3 separate regions of the Mus musculus genome follow, and all the other regions are linked to region 3. The links are chromatin contacts, called in public Hi-C and HiChIP or PLAC-seq maps. All regions are on one chromosome and are shown on one strand. Each heading gives the region's core, a stretch centred on a gene start, on an enhancer-like site or on the middle of the called end of the contact. The rest is flanking DNA. Distances are from core to core; before and after follow the strand shown.

Evidence for each region. Hi-C and Micro-C count contacts between places; a contact is called where the count stands out from the background. HiChIP or PLAC-seq counts read pairs in DNA pulled down with a chosen protein or histone mark.
Region 1: a contact with region 3 is called in a Hi-C map of cerebellum, with 2.8 times the contacts expected there. The contact joins the enhancer-like site here to the promoter of Sfrp2 in region 3. A contact is called at or near these places in 4 of 39 promoter capture datasets (the 3T3-L1 cell line, embryonic stem cells and maxillary cranial neural crest), 1 of 15 datasets of contacts at CTCF or cohesin (embryonic stem cells), 4 of 484 Hi-C or Micro-C datasets (cerebellum, embryonic stem cells and palatal mesenchyme), 5 of 115 datasets of contacts at active chromatin or transcription factors (all in embryonic stem cells) and 4 of 9 other capture datasets (adipose tissue, embryonic stem cells, liver and 1 more).
Region 2: an H3K4me3 HiChIP or PLAC-seq map of craniofacial prominence shows a contact between it and region 3, with 4 times the contacts expected there. The contact joins the enhancer-like site here to the promoter of Sfrp2 in region 3. A contact is called at or near these places in 2 of 39 promoter capture datasets (cranial neural crest and maxillary cranial neural crest), 2 of 484 Hi-C or Micro-C datasets (nephron progenitors and palatal mesenchyme) and 3 of 115 datasets of contacts at active chromatin or transcription factors (craniofacial prominence, embryonic limb bud and embryonic stem cells).

The regions. Positions count from the first base shown.
Region 1 is chr3:83,902,786-83,906,890 of GRCm38.p6, reverse strand. It overlaps Tmem131l (transmembrane 131 like), which reads left to right. Exons shown (of 35, transcript NM_172681.4): 30 at 466-544; 31 at 1,776-1,858. Among named protein-coding and RNA genes, the nearest start is that of Tlr2, 63 kb to the right of the region's middle. Within about 2 kb of position 2,005, at least 18 of the 459 cell types and tissues checked have an H3K27ac peak or open chromatin away from gene starts, as enhancers often do. A contact at or near this core is called in cerebellum, where this site is marked.
Region 2 is chr3:83,540,383-83,544,338 of GRCm38.p6, reverse strand. No RefSeq gene overlaps it. Among named protein-coding and RNA genes, the nearest start is that of 1700028M03Rik, 32 kb to the left of the region's middle. Within about 2 kb of position 2,603, at least 13 of the 459 cell types and tissues checked have an H3K27ac peak or open chromatin away from gene starts, as enhancers often do. A contact at or near this core is called in palatal mesenchyme, where this site is marked.
Region 3 is chr3:83,763,594-83,767,584 of GRCm38.p6, reverse strand. Sfrp2 (secreted frizzled-related protein 2) reads right to left here and starts at 1,264. Exons shown (of 3, transcript NM_009144.2): 1 at 542-1,264. The coding sequence starts at 1,043.

The DNA of each region.
Region 1 (4,105 bases), core at 756-3,255, 140 kb before region 3:
TTCCAAGCAGTACACACACGGGGCTTGAATTGAAAACTAACTTCTAGGAAACATAGAAGGGCAGATTTGTGGAGGAAGAAAGGATGGTACTTGAAGGATGGTAGTACAGTCTTCACGTTGTGCCAGAAGGTTAGAGCATGACAGGAAAAGCATCCTGAACTTGGATACCTAGCACCACCCACATGGATGCTGGTGTGGTGATGCTCTGGAGGGCGGGGCAAGGGCAGATCCTTGGAGCTCATGGGTTTAGCTCTGTGTTTAGGGGCAGGCCTTGTCACAACATCCAAGAAAATAACAGAAGAAGACCTCCAGCACTGACCTCTGCCATCCCCGTGCATGGGGACACACACCTGTGCCCACACAGGCAAACCATCCATAATTCAAAGAACGAGAATGTATGCTGGTTTAAAGTGAAACAGCTATATCATGTCAACATGCTCTGATAACACCTTGCTTTCAATGCAGGAGATGGTGTTTCCCCACAGAATTTCCCTTCAGAAGCTTCGGTCCCCTTGAGCCTCCCACAGCACGTCTGCAGCTCTACGTGAGTATTGGAGGTCCTCCCTCGCTCCTCGCTGCCTCAGGGCCACGTTCTGCTTTTCTGTCAGTGAGGTGCTTCTTGGTGCTTTGCTATGTAGGCTGAAGTCGAAAAGCCTTTTACAGACAGAGAAGCCAGATCTGATTATATTAGTGACCATCATCATGGCTCATGTGGAGACTCTCTGGTTTTGTTGTCTTCTCAACGATGTGGCCACACTAGGAACCATCTCCCCTGAGTAGGACTTGAATTCAGTCTGTGCACCAATAGTTCAGTGCCTCCAAGGGCCTGGTAGACATAGTCACAGTCTCTTTGTACAATGCTTTCTTCAGCATTGGATGGGGGTGGGGAGCAGAGATACAGTTGCCCCCCAGCTTCTATTCGTAGTAGATTCTAGGACCTACACACATGGCCAACTCTACAGATCCCTCATATAACATGGATGGTGACATGTGCCTGTCATTCTGGCACTCAGAAGACTGAGGCAGGAGGATTGTCATGAATTTGAGTAGCCTGTGCTTTGCACTACTAAGGACTAGACTGATTATCCAGTATTATGTGGCAAAACCCTGTCTCAAAATAGGGACAAAATGAGACTATTTTCACAGGACTATTTTTGCCAGTCTTCCCATATACATCAAGTCATGTCCATATACTGAGAGTGCTAACTTGGTACAAATGGTGATGGCAGTGTCAGGCAGCCTTTTAGGGCATCCTTACAAGAGAAAGACGAGTGGGTTTTCAGTGCCCACTCAGCCTTTGTAGGTCCCATCCCACAGTACACGGCAGCTGCTGTGCAGGACTCCCTCCAGAAGTTCTCAGACCACCCATGTGGAACCAGTGATGACTGAGGGTCAGCAGTGTCTTTCATAATGAGAGGAATGTGGCATCAGCATGCAGGACAGCACTTTGGCGTGACACCAGGGCCCCTGGATGCCGTGTGAGGAAGACTTGGCTCACACACATGAAAGCTCCCTGTGACCTGTCAGAGGTAGAAAGCCACTGGGCTGTGAAGACTGCTGCTGTCTATATTGGAAGCTGCAGCTGACGCCACGGTAGTCCAGTTGGTTGTTTCAGGCAAGACGTCATAGTATCCCTCAGCTCTTGCCTGGCTCTGTGCATCTTTCATATCTGTGTTTCTGAAGGGATTATGGTCAGACTCAAAGGAGATTTGGCAATGCGGTTTTCAATTTTCCTGCATGGAAGTCATGGTTTCCTGTCTTCCCTTTGCCCGCAGAGATGTGAGTGTCCTGCCTGAGTTCACAGAGTCCCCCTGTCCTGGTCTTCCTGCCACACCTGCAGGTGCTGGAGAAGAGAAAGGTAAGGCTCATGGCAGGCATCAGCCAGGCTCTGTGCTGGGCACTGGAGAAGGCACCTCAGGCCGGGGGCGCCTCCCAACCTCCTGCTCTGTGGATAGACATCCACAGCCAAGCATTCTGCATCAGTGTGAACACCCTCAGCAGCCATGACACAGCCAGCCAGAAATGTTCCAGAGCTCTCAGCAGAGCCTCCTCTGCACCGAGCTCACTGACCCAGTCAGAGATAACAGAAACAAGAGAGCAGAGCTGAGGTGTGAGCAAGCCAGCACAGTGGGCTTGCTCTGCTCGCCTGCCCCTCCGTGTGGGACCCACTAACTGGGCGTCAGCAGCCTGGCTGGACAGGCAGGCTCCTGCACCAGGATGTGGCAGAGCTGAGCGCTAGCTGCCTACACTTCCTGCAGGTGGGAAAGACAGCCAGAGGAAACCCTGCCTCCCACTGGGGCCTCCAGTGAGGAGCCCTGCCTCCCACCATCCATTCCCAACCCTAACACTCTTTCTCTTCGTTTTCCGTCTGTCTTTTTTCTGGCATCCTGTCTTATTCTGGGGTTCTTCCAAATCAGGGTCAGGAGTTGTGGCAGGACGTGCCCGAGTTTTTCCCTTGTGGCAGCTTTAGGCTTGACACACGCACTTGTTTCTGTGCACAGAAGCTTCTGACACACAGTGCTGCCCGGAGGGGGGAGGGCTCCAGGCCGGCTTGAGCCACACGGCAAGGCAAAAGCTTGCAACCACTGGAGAGTAAGAGGAAAGATTAAGCTGCCTCGTTGCCATCTTGCAAATGTTCTGGACTTGTCAGATCATTAGTGGAAATAAATTGTTGGTGAACTGGACCCAGTCATTAATCCATACAACACAAATGTTTCCAATGAAAGAAAATGCAAATTTCAGTCATTTCTACTTTGCCAAGCCAAGGTTTGGATGAAGGTTTGGCTGGCTCACTCATTTCTGTGAGTTACTAGAGGATAAGATTTAGTTAATCCTCTCCTCTATTAAGAAGCAACAAACTCCAGATACCCAGGGCTAGCAGAGCTCAGCAGAGGAGCCCCTGCCTGGTAAGCACCAGGCTCTGGGTTCCATCCCCACACCAAAAACTGGCTTTACCTCAGTGGCGGCTACTCTGCTTTTCTTCTGTCTGCTAGAGTTTCTGTGAAACCTGGTGTCCCAGGCTGGGTTTACATGTGTGTTTCAGATGTCGTTACCTGCTACCCATTAAGAACTACTTTTTTTTTTTTTAAATCACCTCTTGCACTGCTTAGCCAAGTCCTGATGAGGTCAGTTGTCCCCTGGTCTGCTGTGCATGGACACTGTCCTGCCCATTGTGCTCTCCCTCACCTTGCTACTTTTGCCCCTGCCCTGCAAAAATGCCTGGCCCCTGGGGAGTGAATTCCTTGACCTCCATAGGTAACTGCCTTTGCAAAGCTCATGGTGGTGTTGCTAGTCCTGCCCAGCCCCAGCAGGTCTGCTATTCTCAACTACCCACAGCGGCATCCGCTGTCCTGGTCTACTTGCCTTCTGCCTCAATCTAGTTGCTCTTGCTTTTTACTCCAGACCTTCAGAAGTTCTCCTCACCCACACTGGCCTACCATGGAAGGCCGTCTGCTTCTCTCCTGTTGCCTCCTCCTGTCCTGGGAGTCTCGCCCATTCCTGCCCCTTCTCCACTGTCAGTTGCTAATAAGTCCTCTAATAAGTCCTTCCTGTCAGGACATGAGTGTTCGGTGACCCCTCATCTGTCAGACCCCAGCAGTAGCCATACCCTGCCTCAGGATGTCCATCTCTGCCTGCTCTTGGGTTCCATGGCTCCTGGCCCAGAGGCCTCCTTAGGGAGTCTGTGTTGGTGATGACAGCTCCCTCTGTCCTCGCCCTCAATGCCTGTGTCCCCACCTTCTCACCACTGCTCCCCTGAAGCAGAAGTCAAGCCCCTGACATGGCAGTGTTACCCCATCCTTGGTCCCCATAGACCAGTTTCTGTCGTGGTTGCGCATTCATTTCCTCATCACCCCAGAGGAACCCTGGTTCTCCAGAGCCTGAGCCTTGATTCCTGCTCGTCCCTCTTTTCTGTGGTTGGCCCCTCTGCCAGTCTTCTCCACATTTAAAACTTCAAGTCTCATCTTGAATTCCCACATCTCTCAGATTTGTGTCTATAGCTTGGGCCTCTCTCCTGAAATGTAAACTATCTTACAGCCAACTTGTGGTTGAACACCTTTGTTCGGAGTCTAACAGCTACTGTACACAGTGCTCGCACCTCCAGTCC
Region 2 (3,956 bases), core at 1,354-3,853, 220 kb after region 3:
GATAACTTTGGGTTGGAAGTCGATTTTATCCGATATTAAAATGGCTACTCCAGCTTGTTTCTTCAGTCCATTTGCTTGGAAAATTGTTTTCCAGCCTTTCACTCTGAGGTAGTGTCTGTCTTTTTCCCTGAGATGGGTTTCCTGTAAGCAGCAGAATGTTGGGTCCTGTTTGTGTAGCCAGTCTGTTAGTCTATGTCTTTTTATTGGGGAATTGAGTCCATTGATATTAAGAGATATTAAGGAAAAGTAATTGTTGCTCCCTTTTATTTTTGTTGTTAGAGTTGGCATTCTGTTCTTGTGGCTGTCTTCTTTTTGGTTTGTTGAATGATTACTTTCTTGGTTGTTCTAGGGCGTGATTTCCGTCCTTGTATTGCTTCTTTTCTGTTATTATCCTTTGAAGGGCTGGATTCGTGGAAAGATATTGTGTGAACTTGGTTTTGTCGTGGAATACTTTGGTTTCTCCATCTATGGTAATTGAGAGTTTGGCCGGGTATAGTAGCCTGGGCTGGCATTTGTGTTCTCTTAGTGTCTGTATAACATCTGTCCAGGCTCTTCTGGCTTTCATAGTCTCTGGTGAAAAGTCTGGTGTAATTCTGATAGGCCTTCCTTTATATGTTACTTGACCTTTCTCCCTTACTGCTTTTAATATTCTATCTTTATTTAGTGCATTTGTTGTTCTGATTATTATGTGTCGGGAGGAATTTCTTTTCTGGTCCAGTCTATTTGGAGTTCTGTATGCTTCTTGTATGATCATGGGCATCTCTTTTTTTATGTTTGGGAAGTTTTCTTATTCAACTGTTCTGCCCTCAGGTTTCTCATCAGTAAAATGGGGACATTGATATTCGGTGAGGGGTAATGCATACAATAATTCAGGATAGTAATAACTACTTGATCTTTGTTAACCATTACCCTTCTGTGTATACTATAATGCTTCGTTCCCAAGACATTTTAAAATGACTCTTATACCTTGCTCAAGAGATGCATTTCCGTAGGTACATATGACCAGTTAGGATCAGATGGTTTCATGATTCACCCTGGTGAATCATTACACTCAACCCTGGCTGATCTGCCCTTTTCTCAAGAAGCCAGTGTCTGTGAATACCATTGTACATGAACAGAGGGGTTGTACACCATTTGTTGTAGGCAGGGATCCCCAACTGGCTCAGTTCACTTGGAGAAAACTCCACGGCATAGAAATGCACAGAATATGTCAATTCACAAGGATGAAAGTCTTCTAAATGTATGCTTATTTAATTTTCTTTTGGGGCTGGGAGGAGTATTGAGGCAGGGTTTCTCTGTGTAGCCCTGACTATCCTGGAACTTGCTCTGTAGATCTGGCTGGCCAGTTCTCATAGAGGTCTACTTGCCTCTGCCTCTTTTTCTTTCTTTCTTTTTTTAATTAGATATTTTCTTTATTTACATTTCAAATGTTATCCCTTTTCCTGGTTTCCCCTCCTAAAATCCCCTATCCCCTCTTAAAAACCCCTGTCCATCCCCCTTCTCTCTGCTCGTTAACCCACCCACTCCTGCTTCCTGGCCCTGGCAATCCCCTATACTGGGGCATAGAACCTTCACAGGACCAAGGGCTTCTCCTCCCACTGATGACCGACTAAGCCATCCTCTGCTACATATGCAGCTGGAGTCATGAGTCCCACCATGGCTTTGGTTGGTGGTTTAGTGCCAGGGAGCTCTGGGGGTACTGGTTAGAGACCAAAGTGTGGACACCGATTCTTCTTAGAAGGGGAAACAAAATACCCATGGAAGGAGGTACAGAGACAAAGTGTGGAGCAGAGACTGAAGAATGGACCACCCAGAGACTGCCCCACCTGGGGATCCATCCCATATACAACCACCAAACCCAGATACTATTGTAGATGCCAACAAGTGCTTGCTGACAGGAACCTGATATAGCTGTCTCCCAAGAGGCTCTGCCAATGCCTGACTAATACAGAAGTGGATGCTCACAGCCATCCATTGGACTGAGCACAGGGTCCCCAATGAAGGAGCTAGAGAAAGGACTGAAGGAGCTGAAGGGGTTTGCAGCCTCTGCCTCTTGAGTGCTGAGATTAAAGGTATGTGCCACCACTGCCTAGCACTTGTCTGACTCTTTTTAAAGTGCAATTTTTCTCAGCTGGTCTGAATAACTTAGTTTATTGAAAATAGAGACCATTTAGTTTGAAAGAGTCCTTTGTTGATTTTGCCTTTAAATTATCTCCTTTCTTCTAAGAAACTCGAAGATTTAAGAAAGTGAAGTCATGACGGGATATTGAACAATGTCTGAGGTAAAGGCAAAAGAGAGTCCCAGACAGGTCTGGAGCGCTATGTTCAACCCAAGGAGGTATCTGAATGAACAACAAAGCTGAAAAAGTCATGCCAAATTGAGGATCAACCTGAGTGTGCTAATGTCTGGGTAAGACCTTGTGCCTGATAGCTCTGGGTGGAGACTTCCTAATGAGCATACGTGTAGCACAAATGCTCTCCTGTTTGAAAAGAAGCTTTAAATGAGTGCTGCGTCAGAGGCCCTGCTTTGTGTTGCCAGTGTCTACAGCAAATCCGTGTGAACACAGACTTGACCCAGGGAGGTGTGAGCTTCAGGGGATATGCTGAGCAGACTCCACAGTGTGAGTGATTGTGCTGCCACATTTGGAAAGCAGCAGGCTTGGGCTGGAGCTATCGGATGTCTGAGTTCTGCGATCCAAATAGTTTGGTCCGCATGGCTTCGATTCCATAGACTGCCTTGCTGATTTTAATTAGATGGAATCGCACTTTTTGATGAGTTATTCATTGATTGTTAAGCAAGGAAGATGGACCGGAGCACCACTCAGTCCCCAAGAATTTCTCAAGTGCTCTTTGCTGGCTGTGAATACTATCTTTCACATCCAGGAAAAACACAGAGGGCTTATTTAGGGAAAGCCAATGCCTAGAAACTGTCAACTTTACATCACTATAAACTATAGAGATAGGAAAACAAACTGCCTTAATATGATTATATGCATTTTCTCTTTGGTATGTGCACGTATAGATCTGTGTGTAATCAGGGGACCTCCACTCCCAGCCCAGTCCTTCATTAGACTGTCATGAAGGAGAAAGCCCAGAGGGGAGAAGAAGGGGTAGGGAGGGAAGGTGTGTGTGTGTACTTAGGCCAGCTGCCCTGCAGAAACACTCTTATGCATACTGACTTGGAAGGGTGCCTCTCTGCTAGGCTTTTCCCTCCTTCCCTGGGGTGCACAGCTTTTCAGTGATGGAGAGCTATTTCAATCTCTCCCATCCAACAGTGAAAATGGCAAACAACTGATATCAATTAAGTCAAAGGGAAGGATGGGGCTGTCGTCCTGCTGCTGCATGCAGTTTAGGTGAAGGAGAGAGGAACCTCCAGAAAGTTCTAACCTGTGGGAAGCAGAGCTGTGACAAAGAGGGGGCTTCTGAGCATTTCTGAGAAGGAGGGGGAATACAGAGCTTTGAGGAACAAAGTAGACTGTGGTATCACGGGTAAGAAGGGAGCCACCCAAAACCATCATTTCTGAAACTGACCCAGACACCATAATCATCTCTCCCTTCCCCCTAGTCTAGCACACTTGGGGACCAATTTGCTCAAAATAGTTCGAACTTTATTCCATTACTCCTGCAATTTAACAGAACCATTATCACGTTCTTTTTGAAAAGACTCTCTTCTGTATACAGAAATGTATAACATCACTCAGTTTTGAAACTTGGAAAGAATTGTGGAATCTATGGGCTAGAGAGTATAAAGTTTATTCTATAAAAATATGGTACTTATTCTTAAGTACTTCATCCCCACATACCAGATGCTGCAATAGAATTGAAGGTAGAGGAACCCCTGTGTGCCACAGGGAGAAGAGTCCCTTGACAAGGCCTTGAGGAACAACATGGGCATACTATTGTACTAACTGAGCTCATCTCCCAAACAAGTTCTCCCATGGGTCCAGAGAGAGGCC
Region 3 (3,991 bases), core at 15-2,514:
TTTAGCCTCTCTCCCCCAAACACCTGGGGAGTTAAAACCAATAGTCAGGGTTCCACTCGCTCCCAGACAGTCTTCGTTTTTTTATCTCCAAACCTACATTGGCGAAGGACAAAAAAACAATCTCAAAAGGTGATCAACGTGTATCGTTTGTTTTTATCCAGTGGGACAAGAACGTGCAGAGAGAGGCTGAGCCTGGGTGCTCATCACTAGGACCCAATCATGGTAAATGCTTTCAGAAGCGGGGACGCAGAGCAAGAATCTTAAAAAAAGGCTTGCCACTTTTGTTTGGCTTTCTTAACTACCTAAGAGGAACTGTTAGAACCAAGGAGGAATCTTGGCGCATGGGTGGATATCTCTAACTCCGTATGGCAACAGATTAGGGCAAGGAGAGCTGCCATATCCAAGGTTGGGACCTCCAGCCTGGACAAACTAGGATGTGGAGTGGTGGCTGCGGGGTGTCCCCCACCCCACCCACCCCACTCCCCAGGTCCTAGCACCTCAGGCTTCTTGGGAGTGGGTGGATCGAATAGGGAAGGCTTACCTTCCTCTGTGGCCGGCAGGAGGTGGTCGCTACTAGCGAGGGGGATGCAGAGGTCGTTGTCCTGCGGGAAACGGTCGCACTCCAGCATGTCTGGCCAGGGGAAGCCGAAGGCGGACATGACCGGGGCGCAGCGGTCCTTCACCTGCACGCAGAGCGAGTGACACGGCTGGATGGTCTCATCTAGGTCGTCGAGACAGACAGGGGCGAAGAGCGAGCACAGGAACTTCTTGGTGTCCGGGTGGCACTGCTTCATGACCAGCGGAATCCAGGCGCCCGCCTGCTCCAGCACCTCCTTCATGGTCTCGTGGCCCAGCAGGTTGGGCAGCCGCATGTTCTGGTACTCGATGCCGTGGCACAGCTGCAGGTTGGCGGGGATGGGCTTGCAGTTGCTGCGCTTGTAGGAGAAGTCGGGCTGGCCGAAGAGGAAGAGCCCACGCGCCGAGCCCAGGCAGCAGTGCGAGGCGAGGACTAGCAGCAGCAGCGAGGCAGGGCCCCGCGGCATCGTGGACTAGCGACCCCCGGGGGGCGGAGGGAGCCGAGCGGGGGAAGCGAGAGGCGGCCGGAGCTCGAGCTCGTCCGGGACTCCCTCGCTCTGCTCGTGGGGGCTCTGGACAGCGGGCGGCGCGAACGCGCGAAGCCGGGCGCCGGGAGGTCGGCGCGGGCAAGGCACTGCAAGCCCGCGCGCAGCTCCGGGGGGCTCCGACCCGGGGGAGCAGAGTGAGCAGAGGCTGGGGCCCAGCCAGAGTTTTCTTGGCCTTTTTTATGCAAATCTGGAGGTGGAGGAGGGGGAGCAAGGGAGGAGCCAAACCGGAGTAATCCGAGGAGGCCGGTCACTACTTTCTGGGGCTGGCTGCGTTGAGAATGCCCCTCACGCGCTCGCTGGCAGGAAATTCGGGCTGCGCCCCCACCCCGAGGCAGCAGCCCCTGCGCGCGCGCTCTGGTGATTGCCTTGCAAGCAGACAAGCGCGGGCCACCCTGTCCCAGGGAGAGCGAGGGGAGAGCGAGGAGGAGGCAACGAAAGTCGAGGACACGCGTGGAGCCGGGCTAGCTGCCTTGCAGTCGGATCAGGGCTGGAACGCGTTTCACGCCCCGCGTGGCCTGCGCCCGTATCGATGTGCAGCAGCCTTTAAGTCTCAGCACTGCGTCCCTGTCCCCGAGTAACCATAAACCAGCAGTACTAGACTCTTTGTGGCCTGGGCTTTTTCCTCCCGGTTCTCCAGCCCAAGTTGAGCAGACTGGCTTGAGCAATGTGATTCCACAGCCTCACGACACATTCTGACTTATAAAATGGAATTGCAGCCATGCACGGAGTTGCTATTTTGCTGGGGTGTCTATAGGATTTTGTCACTGTGGAGGACTTGTCAGAGGCATCACGAATTTGCCCGCCATTTCTCCTCTTTGGAGGAGAAAATTTGACCTCTGAAGAGATGTCTATGCTTGAAGGCTGCACGGGCTCTAATACATAGGGGTTCAGGATTACCTCAGTATAGGCCACCAAAGCAATAAATGGGGCTTATGAGTACCAAGGTCAGAAGGTGGGCAGGAACGGGCAGAGACCTCTGTGGTCACAAGAGTTAGTCATGTCCTCAGCATAGTTGGCCCATTCATCCCCTAACAACCAGGGACGCCATCCTGGTCACCCATCCTGGTCACGCCATCCTGGTCACCCATCGGGCCATCCTCTGCTCTGTAGAACAGGGAACCTAATGTTAGGGTAAGTGGATTGTAAGGTGCCAGGCGGGGAAAGGAGTACAGAGAGACAGTTTGGACGTGCGCAGGGGGTGGGTTAAGGGGGGGGGTGTCTCTTCCCCAAACCTTCCCTTGTCTTAAGAGTCAGCCTCTCTTTAAGTGGGACCTTGCAAGTCCTGGGTAGTGACTTCCCCTCTTTGCCCCCCCCCCCCCCAACAATCCTCTTTCAAGTGTAAGGTGGACACATTGTTGCTGCTTCCTGGATTTAACAGCTGGGTTGGATGTTTGCTGCCTGATTTACATTTTCCATCCATCTGGATGGTGAGCTCAGGATTTAGGGGGTCAGCACATTTTGTGGTCCCGCAGTTTATGAGAGTTTAAGGAGTGACGAGAGGACGATAAAATGCTATTTCCTACCCACTTCTGGCCATAGTCGAAGCAGGTAAACACCCAGAGGGAGCCCGCAATGGGAGTCTTTAAAAGTCCAGCTCCATCTTTCCTGCTCTGCTGAAGGCCTGCCTGAGTGGAGCCGTTTCCATCCAATTGGCTCTAGACCTTCCCGTGTCTAGCTGAAGCAGCCAGAGGCTTAGACTTTCTCCCCAGGTAAAAACTAGTTTGAAAATAAACCACACAAATACAAAAAAGTTAAACCAAACAGCTACACAGGCTGAACGCTGAAATGGAATTCTAGTATTCTCAGGTATTCACTACTCGTGGCCCCAAAGTACATCCATGGGGTCACCTCCCGCCTGCCGATCCCCTGAGTGGAAGATCAAGAAGCCCACCACCAATTCGTCTAGTTTGAGTCACTCGCTTTTGTGTTTCGGAGTGCAGCGGGCTGCCCATGCGCCTGGCGCACTACCGCGGGCCTAGGCATTGTTTGGGGAGCCTGCGTCTGTCTCGCTCGCCAGGAGGGGTCGCCCGAAGTCTTACGGGAGTCTCCAGTAACACCGGGCTCAAGCTCTCGCTTCTGCCCGCTTGCTTGCCCGGGTCGTCAGAAACATAGCTTGTTGTCGCAGACCGTTCCAACATCAGTACCACTCGGCCTGGACTCAAGCTCAAGCTCCATCTTCCTCTCCATCTAGAGTCGTGCACCCTCCTTTCGTCCATCATCAGCCAATTGCATGCTTGTGTGACAGGCGTGTCCGCGCGGCAAGCCCGCTGCTGGGGAGCAGGGCAGTAGCCTTCCTCAGAGGGTAGACCACTCACTGTCTGTGTGTGAAGCACAGCTCAAGGACACTCTGTGGTTATCCCCACCGGGTTCCCGTGTGGGTTTATGTAGCCCAGAGGAGAGAACTCCCGGGCAAAGCAAGCACTTGGAGTGCTTGGGTTCGCCTAGGCTCTTCTGCGCTTCCTGTAGGTTCCCAGGTACACAGGTTTCCTATCAAAAGTCGCAAGCCTTTGCCTCTGAGAGTCCATGTCGAGCCTCCTCTCAATTCCCTGTGAAGGGAAGTTCCTAGTTAGTAAACAGTGCGATTCACAGTGCCAGGCCCTCCTATTCTGCTTAGAGGATGCTTCTCATAGTACCGGACCCTTCCCTCAGTCCCACCCCCATCCCAGCACCCAGCCAACAACGTCCTACTCAAATGCTGCAGGCCCAAAGAGCCTCCACATCTGTCTTTTGGTGGTCTTGCCTTTCCATCTGGTGCTTTCTGTCTTTAAGGGGCATTGATGAATCTTGAGGGACACAGAAAGCTGCCCTAGTCTCTCTGCTGCTTGGTTAACCCTTTGCTGGCTGCTAGATTTCTGGAGAGGCGAGCC